Linked DNA regions of Mus musculus: region 1 is linked to region 2. The links are chromatin contacts, called in public promoter capture Hi-C maps. All regions are on one chromosome and are shown on one strand. Each heading gives the region's core, a stretch centred on a gene start, on an enhancer-like site or on the middle of the called end of the contact. The rest is flanking DNA. Distances are from core to core; before and after follow the strand shown.

Region 1 (6,215 bases), core at 3,278-5,777, 130 kb before region 2:
TCCAAACTGCAATGAGATAATCTCGCTCCCAGTACGTCATCTTGCTCAGCTTTTTGTTTAGACAACTGTGGTATATTTACCACATGTATATATAAGATATAATTTTAGCATGGAGGAAACTTTCCTGAGCAGACACAATTCTAGAAACTATACAGAAAATATGAATGGATGGGACTGGCCAAATTTAGACTTTAAATTGCCATCAACAAAAGGCGCTGTGAACAGAATCAAAGGCTACTGGCTTTTTGGGTTAGGCGTGGACTCCCTCCTGTTACAGGTCATGCACTCCTTCAAGGGAGGCCATTAGCTGGGCCCAGCCTTGGCTTAATGGTGGCCACATCTGCTGAGAGTATCGCAACTGTTGGCAGGAAGGCCATGGTCTCTCCTTGTCTCAAAGTGAGACAGAGAAAAGGAAGGAAGGAAGAAGGAAGGCACGGGATACAAGGAGATACAAATCTCTTGATCTGGAGACGAGGGCAGCCATTAGCCATTGCTCTCTCCTGCTGCTGAGCTGTCTTCCTGCCATGCTTGCTGGGGAATTGACTCACTGAGGCTGTGGCTGTTTTAGGGGTTTGCTGTGAGGAGCTGTGGAAACCAACAGCAACATTAAGTGAGTGGTCATAATGGTGGTTCAGAATTCAAACCCACGTCGTCTTTCCCCAAGCCCAAACTTGGGCCAATTCATTCATTGCCTGGATGAACCAGAGGCCTCTGAGGAGACTTTTCAAAGTCTTAACATTTCCTTCCTATTTCCTTTTCTCCTAAGCAAAATTCCCTTTATTTTTTACCACCCACTAGAAGGGAGAATTGAAATTAGGCCCTTTTATTTAATAGCTTGCCAAACAATAAACAGCTCTCTCAAACTAAGCCACATCTTATCTAGGGAGAGGGCAATAAAAATAGTGATTTATGCAGTCAAGAGGAGAGCGAGACACTTTTATAGCATCACAGATGGTTCTGCAGATTGCAAAGCAGCATTATTTGATTCTGTCCATCTCAGTCTCTTAACTTGCAATTTAAAAACAGAATCAAGTGGCTGCTTCCTACAGCTCAGGTTCCTGGGGCAGATCATGAAGGTCTAGGCATGAAAGCACCTTGAATCTGATAGAAGAAGATGCAGATGTTGATGAATTATCCCCCCACCCCCACCCCATGGAAGGTTAATACGAGGAAAGTTTACAAGAATGTTTATGGAAAGTAATCTGGCCCAGTGGGTGCGTGGCTTCACCCAGCCTTGAGCTACTTAGGATAGCATGGGTATGCAGAGGATCATTAATTTGGGTGCATCTCTGAGAGCAATTCCTGAATGCTGAGATGATGAATTGAGATGCACACTCACACTTCACTCCTATTCATGTTTCTAATACCTTGCAACTGCAGCCTGAGGTGTATATGTGTGTGTTGCACATTTCAGTGGTTGTAGCAGAATACCTATGAGAGTCAACTTAGGCAGGAAAGATTTATTTTGGCTTATGGTTTCAGAGGCCACAGTCCATGGCCATTTAGTTCCACCTCTTTGGATCATGGCAGAGCAGTGGTGGGGATCATGTGGTGGGATAAAGATGCTTATCCCATGGTGACTACAAGTGGAGAAGTAGGGGTGGGGGAGGCAGGGGAGGGAGGCAGAGTAGCAGGGGGGAGGAGAGAAGGGCGGGAATTCCCAGGATAAACACCTATAAGATAGAGCCTTCAAGGGTATACTACTAAGGATCTATCAATTAGCCCTACATGCCAAGTTTCTGTCACCTTTCAGTAGTCAATTAAACAATAAATCCACTAATAGAATAATCAGTTAGTGAGGTTGGGACCCTTTAATCCAATCAGCTGGGCACAGCTCTGTTGAGGACCATACCGTAAGCATTTGGGGAACATTATAAATTGAAACCATAACAATAAATATTAGATCTATTCTCAGTATATCTCTGGTCTCTTTTTCTTCTAGCCAAGCCAGGGCTGCTGGGTCCTTGAGATTAGCCAACCTGGATCATAGACAGCCTGGCACACTGCTGAGAACACAAGATATGGAGCCATTCTATCTGCACGTGAGTGCCAGTTCCATTCTGTGATTTTTCACTGTCACCTCATCTGTAAAATGGGCATGATGTAAACCTATCTATAGAGAAGGCTTTCCTGATAATTAAATGAGGCAATTAACCTCCTGACTCCCACCATAAAGGATGACTGTTTTTAAAACTTGTGAAAAACATGGTGCTGCTGCTGCTGCTGCTGCTGGTGGTGCTGGTGTACGAAGTGGTTTTTCCAAAGGCAGAGTCCAGCAGTTTCCTTTGCTTTGTTTATTTTTCTTGCATAAAAGTTCTCTTTTTAAATTGTAATAAAATAAAATTATTAGAGTTTTACAATTCATATGGCTGAATTAATAGTGCTTTGGTAGTTTTACTCTGTCCTTGATTTTTGCATAAATCTCTTATTTTTTCCTCTTCTGTGATTTTAGGGCATTCCCACGGAGACCTTTTAATCCAGCAACGTGACTGGATTAAATGCTTTAGCAAGGGATCACATCCAAAGACTTTCTAGGTCTGTGCGGTCCAGCTGCAATGGCACACCTTTAACCTCTTAGTATGCACCATTAGTTCACATCCCTAGTACACACCTTTAAACCCAAGCAATAAAGGTAAAGTTGGTCTGTAGAAGAAAGAAGCCATGTTTGAAAGCGATGCCTAACTGAGGAGCATACAAAGTGCAAATCAGAGGAAGATCTGACTCTCATGAAATACAGGCAGGAAAGAGAGGTGATGTAAACACTGCACAGATTAAGTCAGGAGGGAAGACAGGTCCAATGAAAGCAGGTCGGTTGAGTCCAGCTCATAGGAGTTTGGTGCAGTTCAGTTGAATGCAGTTGAATTCAGCGGAGTGTGTGCAATCCCATCCCAGTCTGTTCAGTTTGTGCAGCGAGTACAGTTTAGTTCATGGAATTCAGAACAATTTCACCAGAAGCCAAGAGAAGCCAGTTTGAATCAGCCAGCTTGGAGGGGAGTTTTGAGGCAGAACAGCTGAGCTGAACCAGCCAGAGTTCAGAAAGACTAGAAATGGTGAGCTTATTTAGCAGTAAGCCTCTGAGACAATCATATCTGGTGAAAAAAATGCTACATTTATACACTGCACTGGAAAATAGGCATTGCTTTGGTATGAGACTATACTTTGATATGGGACATGCATTAAAATGGGACTAAGGTTATGGCATTTCCTTCCTGTAAAATCCAACTCCATGATTTTACTTTATAGTTAAATGGGCTCCTGTCTCTGAATTTAAGGCCAACCGTAAGCACCTAACCTTAGAGTTTGCAGGAAAAGAACATAGCCATTTCATGGGTACTGAACACACTATGGGGATATATTAGGTTTTATGCACTGACTCCTGGCCCTCCACATGAAGTGAGTTCTGCCACCAGCTCCATTTGTGCAGATGTGGAAGTGGGGCTTTAAAGTGACTGCCCTAGGTCACACATCCAGGAAGCAATGGAACCAAAACCCTTCCCACAGGCATCTGGACTGACAGCCCAAGCTTTAGCAACTTGTTATACTTCTGTGCATCAGAATGAGGCAGCTGCAGACTTGCACGAACTAGTCGTGGACTCTACCATCCCGTGGCAGCTGGCAGGTTCACGTGAGGCCACTAGTGACTAGTGCCAAATCACCGGGTGTGCTATCCTCGCTGAGAGAGAAGCTGGGAACACAGGGAGTGATACACGGACGCTGTGAAGAACTCTATCGGCTGCGATGGGCACGTTCAGAATACACATAGATGTTTCAAAGTGCACAATGCCTAAGTTTTCAGTGAGTTCCACATGCTCATAGAAATGCCCATGCATTTGTTTAAATGGGAACACAAGGCAGCTACTTCACTCCTTCTTCTTGATAAAAATGGTTAGAATTTGCTTAGAAATGCCTTCTATTGACAATAGAAATAATCAACTTTATCCTCATTAACTGTCTTCGTTTCTTTTTTACTGATCCTTCTGTCTTTCCGCCACGTCTCACTGTAATCCTTCATTAGGGTGCAACCAACTGATTCAAACACCCAGTCACACATTCTCCCTTTAAGCCGAGGTTGTTTCACTCCGCCCTGATTGTCTGACCCTCTTACCTTTGGCAAATAACTTTGCCAGGAATGTTAAGAGAACGAATAGTGTTTCCTTTAAAAACCTAGCCTATATAATGTGTGTGGCATCTCATACTGTTTTTCCTTTTATAAGCATTCAATGCTCCCTGTGGGATGCACAGTCTCACAGCTAGCCCTCCCTACTTGAATGGCCACTTGGTCCTCAGAACTCTCCTGACCAAGGTCATTAGACTACGGCCCATTTACTCACGTCTGCCTGACACCAGAGCCTAATCTCTTAACCACTAAACTAAACTGGCCTTCCAGTAGGTCAGGCCTTGTGTGCCCCTCCAACATAATTTTCCCTTGGAAGTGTAAATAGTCTTTGCTTACTCTAGGAGTGTGTCACTGGCTGTAGCTCTTGAAAGCAGTGCCAGACTGTGGTTGGGGCTTTCTGTTCTTTGGACAAAGAATGAAGGTGACTCAGCAGATTGCTTTTGTACAGCGTGGAGGACTGGGAGCACTCCCCCACTCCAACATCTAAGGAAAAGAATGCAGTCAAGTTTGCTCCTTGTGTCTTAGGCTGAGCTGGACAATAAAGATGACCTCCTCTAACCCCACTATTTGCTGCAGGGGAAGTCAAGAAACTAAGACACTCGGTCATTTGTCCAAGGATGCAGCCCTTCTTGAGGCAGGCCAAGACTGATTTTTTTTTTAATTAAAAATAAATTGCTATTCTCAATCCACCTTCATTCTCCTTGGGTTTGCTTGTTTTTAAGGAAGGCTTAAAGACAGAAGATTAAATGCCTTGTAATAGTACATTTCCATATTACATAGTTTTATGGAAAAAATAAATGTAACAATAATGTCAGCAGTTCTAAACCTGTAGGTTATAAAAGATTTCTGTCTTTAATCGAGCTAGTCTATAGAATCCCAGAGTCACATTTATGTCACATAAGATTTCCAGAGTGATGGACAATTTCCTGTAAAAAGTCAGTTGGATAACTGACCGCCGGGGTTGAGAAATTCAGGATTTCCCGGCAAAGTCCTACTTTGTCTCGTCTCTAGGAAATGCAAACTCGTCAGCATGCAAGCTTTTTGGCACTGCAACACAACCCCACCAATCTTTGTTGTCCTTGCAGATCTTGTTCATTTCTATTAAGATTCTACTCTCTTCCCTCGAAACCTCCCCGAGTGAGTAACCTCGAGGTGGTGCATTCCAGAATGAAGGGTCCTCACTCTTCCCACATTCCAGGACTTCTGGACTGGAAAATGCAGACAAATTCAGTCTTGTCCCTGCTGTAAATCTGAATCAATTACTTGAATTCTTTGGTTCCTAATTTCCCGTGAATAATTCCTGCCTGCTTGCCATCCAGGGCTCTTCTGAACATTTAAAAAGTTAGAAATCTTGTAGTCAGATGCGCTGGCCTCCGTTTCTGGTGTTAGAGCTGAGAGAACAAGGACCTTGCAGCTCTCTGGCCCCTGCATGGAGTTTTTGAGGTCATCAAGGTCCTGACCATTGACAGAATCAAGGCAAAGCTTCCCGTTCTTCCTGGAGGTTCTTTCACTGCTTAGCTCTAATAAATACCACAGAGACAGCATGTAATTATTTTTTATTAATTAATAGCCTCTGTATTGAGTCAACGCTAGTGACATATTTTTCATGCCTTAACAGGGCTGTAGATTGTCAGGAATTTCTGAAGATAGAAATGTGTGTCAGAAGACAAATTCTCCCTCTTCCAGAGCCTGGGCACATTTGCCTTGTTTTTCCAAAGCAGGTCTCAGTCATCAAGCAAGGTTAATCTGCAAAGGAGAAATGGGGAGAACAATTTCAGGCCAAGGATAAGTAGAGGTAGAACTTAAAGGTGTGGCCTGTTTCAAGACAGTGGAGGGTTCTCCAAGTGTTATTCTTTGAGGGCCACTGTTGCCTCCATTGTAGATTTTATGTATGCTGAAATTATTCCCCTGCCTCATCTCACCTCCTGTTCACTTGACCTAAGTCTTTTGGAATCCCTGAGCATCCATTATGAGAATGAGATGTCCTACTTCCCCTCTCCTGGTCCATCTTACCTTGCACCTACGTGACTATCACGTGATTGTTTGCATTCCTTGACATACTGCAAATTTCAAAGAGAAAGAATCAGCCTTGCTTATT
Region 2 (5,677 bases), core at 1,475-3,974:
TTTTTTCTCTTTTAAACCCAGATATCCTCTGAACTAATTGATATATCTGGGAACTGTACATCTAACCAGCTGCTCCCCTCACTCACCCATGAAACCCATCGATAGCAGAATCCAATGCATCTGCAACAGATGAGGCTGTTGATAATAAGTACTGTTGTTTGGCCCCATAAACATTAAACTAGTGCATAAAACTAAATTACCTCGATAGATTACCACAAAAAGCAATAGAAATAAAAAAAGGTACCACACACTATGACACGCATCTATATTACAGGCCAATCACGCAGCAAACTTGATCATCTTAAGGCTGGTTTTTGTTTCTGCTTTTTATTGATTAATAAAATACTAGGGCTGGGAACAGTTCAAAAGTACAGTTCTTGCTTAGCATATATCAGAACCAGCATTAGAGCTCCAACAACACCCATTCTGTACCTGCCTTCTCTCTCTCTATCCCCAGCCCCATCCCACCCTTAATGAAGAATGCCCACACGCCCATCTTGAAGTCTACCATGGCCGAGCAGTGGTGGCACACGCCTTTAATCCCTGCACTTGGGAGGCAGAGGCAGGCGTATTTCTGAGTTTGAGGCCAGCCTGGTCTACAGAGTGAGTTCCAGGATGGCCAGGGCTACACAGAGAAACCCTGTCTAGAAAAACAAAAACAAAAAACAGAAACAAAAAACAAAACAAAAGAAGTCTACCATAAGGAATTTTCTTATGCTGATTTAATTCTTTGATCCAGTCCTAGTAGGCCAGCCTTGAACTTTACATTATGAAACACACACACACACACACACACACACACACACACACACATCTGAAAGATCTGAAAGGTTTTTTTTTTTTTTTTCATTTAATAAGTAAATAAACAGAAGTAAAAATCCACCAGGAGAAAGACCTTATCCCCAAGACAGAATCAGGTTTAAACACATGAGAAGCAGCCAAACTTTTACCTTTTTTGGGGTTCTACACCGGCTCCAAATGATCTCTTTGAAGTAGTTCAAGACAATAGTGCCATTATTATTTTTCAGACAAACTGCTGTAATCTACCCAGAGGGTTATCAGATTCAAGAAGTGAGAAAGGTTACCTCTGGCTTCCTGTTTCGTAAATCCTAGAGACATCTAGCCAGCGGCATGCAGAATGAGAAAGCATCAAGCAAGGACAGACAGAATGCTGACAGAGCAGAGATGGTTAGAGGTGAACTAAGGCGTCAAAACCATGAACATTAACAAAGAATAGACTCACTAGATATGGCATTTGTTTAAAAAAAAATCTCACCACTAGAAACATATAGGTCAGAGTGTGTGAATTTATGCTTCTATGTGCTTCTATGTCAGTGACTTGAAAACCCTGAATAAAAATAGTAAGGCACAAACAAGAAGTAACTTGGAGTGTGCTTTTGTGTCAATAATCGGAAATATGACACGGATGAACAAGGAAAACTATAAAAGTTGGAAATCAGAATCTGCTTGCCTACGGTGTACTTTAAAAGGTTGTATAAAATTACTTAAATTGTTTTTAGACTCTTGACTATAGTAGTATACTCTTGTCCTGAGTACAGATAAGGCAACTAAAATTTATTGAGCAGACTTTACAACTCATTTTAAGATGCAAGTTTGCATTTTGGAAGCAAAACATTATTAGTTTACAAACTTCCAGTTATAAATCACTTACGATGAAAAAGGATAGCTATTATGTTTGCATAAATGACCTAAAATTAATACAGTACACAACCAAAGGTTATTAGCAGCGAGTCACCTAGTGAAACAATGAAATGTTGACTTCCAAGGGAACTAGGACACACAATGCTTTTAAAAGAAAACATTGCGTTCATGTCTTAGTTTTACCTCTAGACATTAATGTTCTTAAAGTAACTTGAATGTTTAGAACGAGCTCCTAAGAAACATTCATACGAATTCATCAGCTGGTCCTTGGGATAAGGGGAAGGCATAAAGAGCTCGAACCCATAAACAAGAGGAACGAAAACGACCAAGAGGGTCAAGCAACATGCCTTACAAATCAGCTTTAAGTTTCAAGCTTCGGAAGGCAACATTCGGACGGAGTTCTTGGGGCTATCATGTATTCAGCGATGCAAGTACTTTACCATTGAATTCTAACACTCCATCAGACTTTCATGCATTTCCTCATCTATAATTTAAATTTGGAGCCTTTTAGTATTCAACTTATTTGCAAATGTTAGTAGTAGTGCTGTTAGTCTAGTTTCCATGTTTGTATAAAAAAGGGCAGACAATCAAAATTTTTTTCTTTTTTAGTTGGGGGGCACGCAAAGAGAACAAGGTTGGCGCGAGCCTGAGGCAGGAGCAGAGGCGCGGTGCCCGCCTCCGGTGGTCGCCTGGGCTCGGGGGTCAGGAAGCCACCTCTCCAGGGCGCAGGCTCCTCTAGGATGGTGCCAGGAGTGCCCGCAGCCCCAGGTCACCAGGCGGCAGGCCGCGACCCGGAAGTGGAGCAGCCGCCGGAAGTGCCGCCGCCTTCTTCCACACGCCCCACCGCCCGTCGGACCCGGGCTGCCGAGCCCAGCCCGCCCAGGTACCCCTTCCCTGGCTAGGTACGCACCCGGAGTCGTTGCGCAGGCTTCTCTGGGGCTGGAGCCAGGGAACCGGGACCCGCGGGCGAGCGGGCGAGCCAGGAGAGGATGGCCGAGTGGAACCCTGTGCAGCCTGCGGGTCCCAAGGTCCTGCGTGGTGGCCTTCGTGTCTGACCCAGATAACGGAGGCGCCGGGGGAGGAGCCGCTAGCGGCCCGGGGCTCCCGCCTCCTCCGGCCGCCAGCACTGCTCAGCCCCGGGCTCCGGGCCTGCTTCTCTCGACCCGGAAAGCTGAGCCCCGCAGAGCGCCCCGCAGGCCGCCTCGGAGGCAACTGCCCCCCTCCACCCGGCGCATCCACTGGGCCATCCCTGCCACCGATGGCTTCCAAGGCCTCCCCGCCCTTAGCTCACCTCCACCCCCACGGCACAACTTTTAACCTTCCTTCAGTCAAACGCAGACTTCTTGCACCATCATCTGGTTTTCCTGACTTCAACTCACTTTGATGTTCTATGAACCAAATTCCCAGCCTCTTTGTCCCCTGCTGTTTTGAGTTGCTTTCAGTTCAAAACCAGTCTTCTTGGATTCAGGTGGCTGGTGTTGAAGGTTTGCACAGCATCACGCTCTGCAGATTGTGTAATGATAATTCTGTCAAACTTTTAAAAAACTGCTTAAATGCCCCTCTGTAAAGCTCTCACTTGGAGCATGGTTGACTTAAACTTTTGACTTGATGAGAACAGTCTTTTGGGGGGAGGGTCAATATAGGGTTTCTCTATATAGCCCTGGTTGTCCTGGAACTCACTCTGTAGACAAGGCTGGCCTGGAACTCAGAAATCCGCCTGCCTCTGCCTCCCAAGTGCTGGGACTAAAGGCGTGCGTCACCACTGCCCGGCTGAGAACAGTCTTAATTACTAAAGTTCCCATCAATGAACTGAATAGAATTAAAAATGGATGCACCCCTGTTTATCAAAAACATAAGAACCAAACCGCTGTAAAAAGAATCAGGGTTGATTGATTGTACAATATACTATTCTTTACTGAAGGAAATTGAAGAAAACAATTTCACATTATAGAATTTTTACTTCCTAGTGTGAAATCAAGTTTATTACAACCTAGCTTCTGCCATTTTACTAAAAGCACAGCATGCTGGAGCTGGAGACATGGCCCAGCACACCCTCACAGGACCGGTCTCTAGTCATTCTCCTCTGTAAACAAACCACCCGGCATCTCTTCTTACATGGTGTTCCTTTCATACTGGGTTATACTAGTCTTGGTAAATCCACCAACCTTGATCTCTTTCCCTTGAGAAGCTATTGGACACATTCCTTGTCCCTCGGGGTTCATTTGTGCTTTAAAAGTTTATGCACGAGGGCTGGTGAGATGGCTCAGCAGGTAAGAGCACTCGACTGCTCTTCCGAAGGTCCGAAGTTCAAATCCCAGCAACCACATGGTGGCTCACAACCATCCGTAATGAGATCTGACTCCCTCTTCTGGAGTGTCTGAGGACAGCTACAGTGTACTTACATATAATTAAAAAAAAAAAAAGTTTATGCATGAAAGGATAAAGAGTTTAAGGAAGTAGCCGGGCGTGGCGGCGCACGCCTTTAATCCCAGCACTTGGGAGGCAGAGGCAGGCGGATCGAGGCCAGCCTGGTCTACAGAGTGAGTTCCAGGACAGCCAGGGCTTCACAGAGAAACCCTGTCTTGGAAAAAACAAAAAACAAACAAACAAACAAAAAATAGTTTAAGGAAGTCTAAACCTCCTGCTGCTTTCAGCCTACGCTGGTCCCTACGACATAATTACTGCTTGCCTGTGCCTTTTGTGTTTCTGAGTTCTAATTCCTTAATCACCTGTGACATCCATTGAGGGAAACAAACTGTTTGGTTTGAAGACAATTAAGTGTCCTGTCTGTTTCCTTGGCCTGAATCACTTTTCCTTTTGTCAAGAATTTGATAGGAATTTTATTGTAAAACTCAAGGATTGATAGCAGTCAACTATTAGAACCCACATTCCATGATTTTTTCCCATTCACCTATAAAGTTTTTTAGTCTCAACTTCATTGTGAACAGTGCTGAACTGTCAGTCCTTCAGTTCAGTTATGAAGTCTCCAACTCCTGTTTCCAAACAGCAAACTCACCCGCATTTCTCAGAGAGCTTGAAGGAAATGTTCCGCAGAAAGGGAAAGGGTCTGATGAGTCTTATTCCCAGTTCTCTGGCTTCATTCTTTTAAAGATTTATTGATTTTTATTTTATGTTTATGGATGTTTTGCCTGCGTGCGTGTTTGTGTACAGTGTGTGTGCCTTGTCTACACAGGCTAGAAGAGGGGGTTGGGTCACCTGGAGCTGGATATACAGGTGGTTGTGAGCAACCAGGTGGATGCTGGGAATTGGCTCTGGGTTCAATCGAAGAGTAGCCAGTGCTCTTAAGGGCTGAACTGTCTCTCAAGCTCCTCTGGCTTAATTCTTTAAATGTGCTCTCTTATTCTGTCCTCTTATAAAAAATCTAGTGAGATAAATAACATTACTGGTGATGACACTGAAATCTTGAAAGGGGGAAAAGTATGTCCAAGCCACACCACCAGCTCTAGAGGTAAAATCAAGCCAATCTTTGAAAAGCTTTCCTCTTTACCCCACGTAAGCCCCACTGGATAGGCCACCTTTGATCGAACACTGGACTCAGCCTCCCTCAGCTGTTCTCAGCAGGCCTATCATGATGGAGTCTGTATTCCTTACCCACTTCAGCTAATTAAGGTCCAGCCCTCAATGCTTTTGTTGGAAGAGGAACTGAACTCTTAACTCTGAACACTTGGTTCCTGAGGGGTAACCATACAGGCTTAGCAACAGGATGTAAAATTGTCATGCTCATCATGTTTAGAGTCCATTAGGAGTGAGATATGGAGAAAAAAGGAAAAATGTAAGTGTCCAATTAAATAGTTGTTTTCAATTTTTTTAGAGATCTATAAAACACTAAGAAATTTCAAGAGAGAAATTCCAAAAACTATAACTTTGGTTAAATGGGAACTTCAAGATAATAGTTTGTTAAATATGTACAAGGTTACAGTTCTTAAATATTTTCATAAGGTTAATAGATGAATTCAAGAAATTATTATTTACTTAAATATAGCAAAATGGTTGT

The links. Promoter capture Hi-C pulls out the DNA fragments that hold promoters and counts their contacts.
Region 1: a promoter capture Hi-C map of the SN4741 cell line shows a contact between it and region 2, with 5 times the contacts expected there. The contact joins the enhancer-like site here to the promoter of Rmdn2 in region 2. A contact is called at or near these places in 3 of 39 promoter capture datasets (the 3T3-L1 cell line, the SN4741 cell line and hippocampal neurons), 1 of 115 datasets of contacts at active chromatin or transcription factors (pancreatic cancer cells) and 2 of 9 other capture datasets (adipose tissue and pancreatic islet).

Annotation. Positions count from the first base shown.
Region 1 is chr17:79,744,548-79,750,762 of GRCm38.p6, reverse strand. Gm33055 (a long non-coding RNA gene) reads right to left here. Exons shown (of 3, transcript XR_385784.3): 3 at 5,690-5,863. Among named protein-coding and RNA genes, the nearest start is that of Gm33055, 10 kb to the right of the region's middle. Within about 2 kb of position 4,527, at least 117 of the 459 cell types and tissues checked have an H3K27ac peak or open chromatin away from gene starts, as enhancers often do. A contact at or near this core is called in the SN4741 cell line, adipose tissue and pancreatic cancer cells, where this site is marked.
Region 2 is chr17:79,612,264-79,617,940 of GRCm38.p6, reverse strand. It overlaps Rmdn2 (regulator of microtubule dynamics 2), which reads right to left and starts at 2,724. Exons shown (of 11, transcript NM_001368314.1): 1 at 2,573-2,724.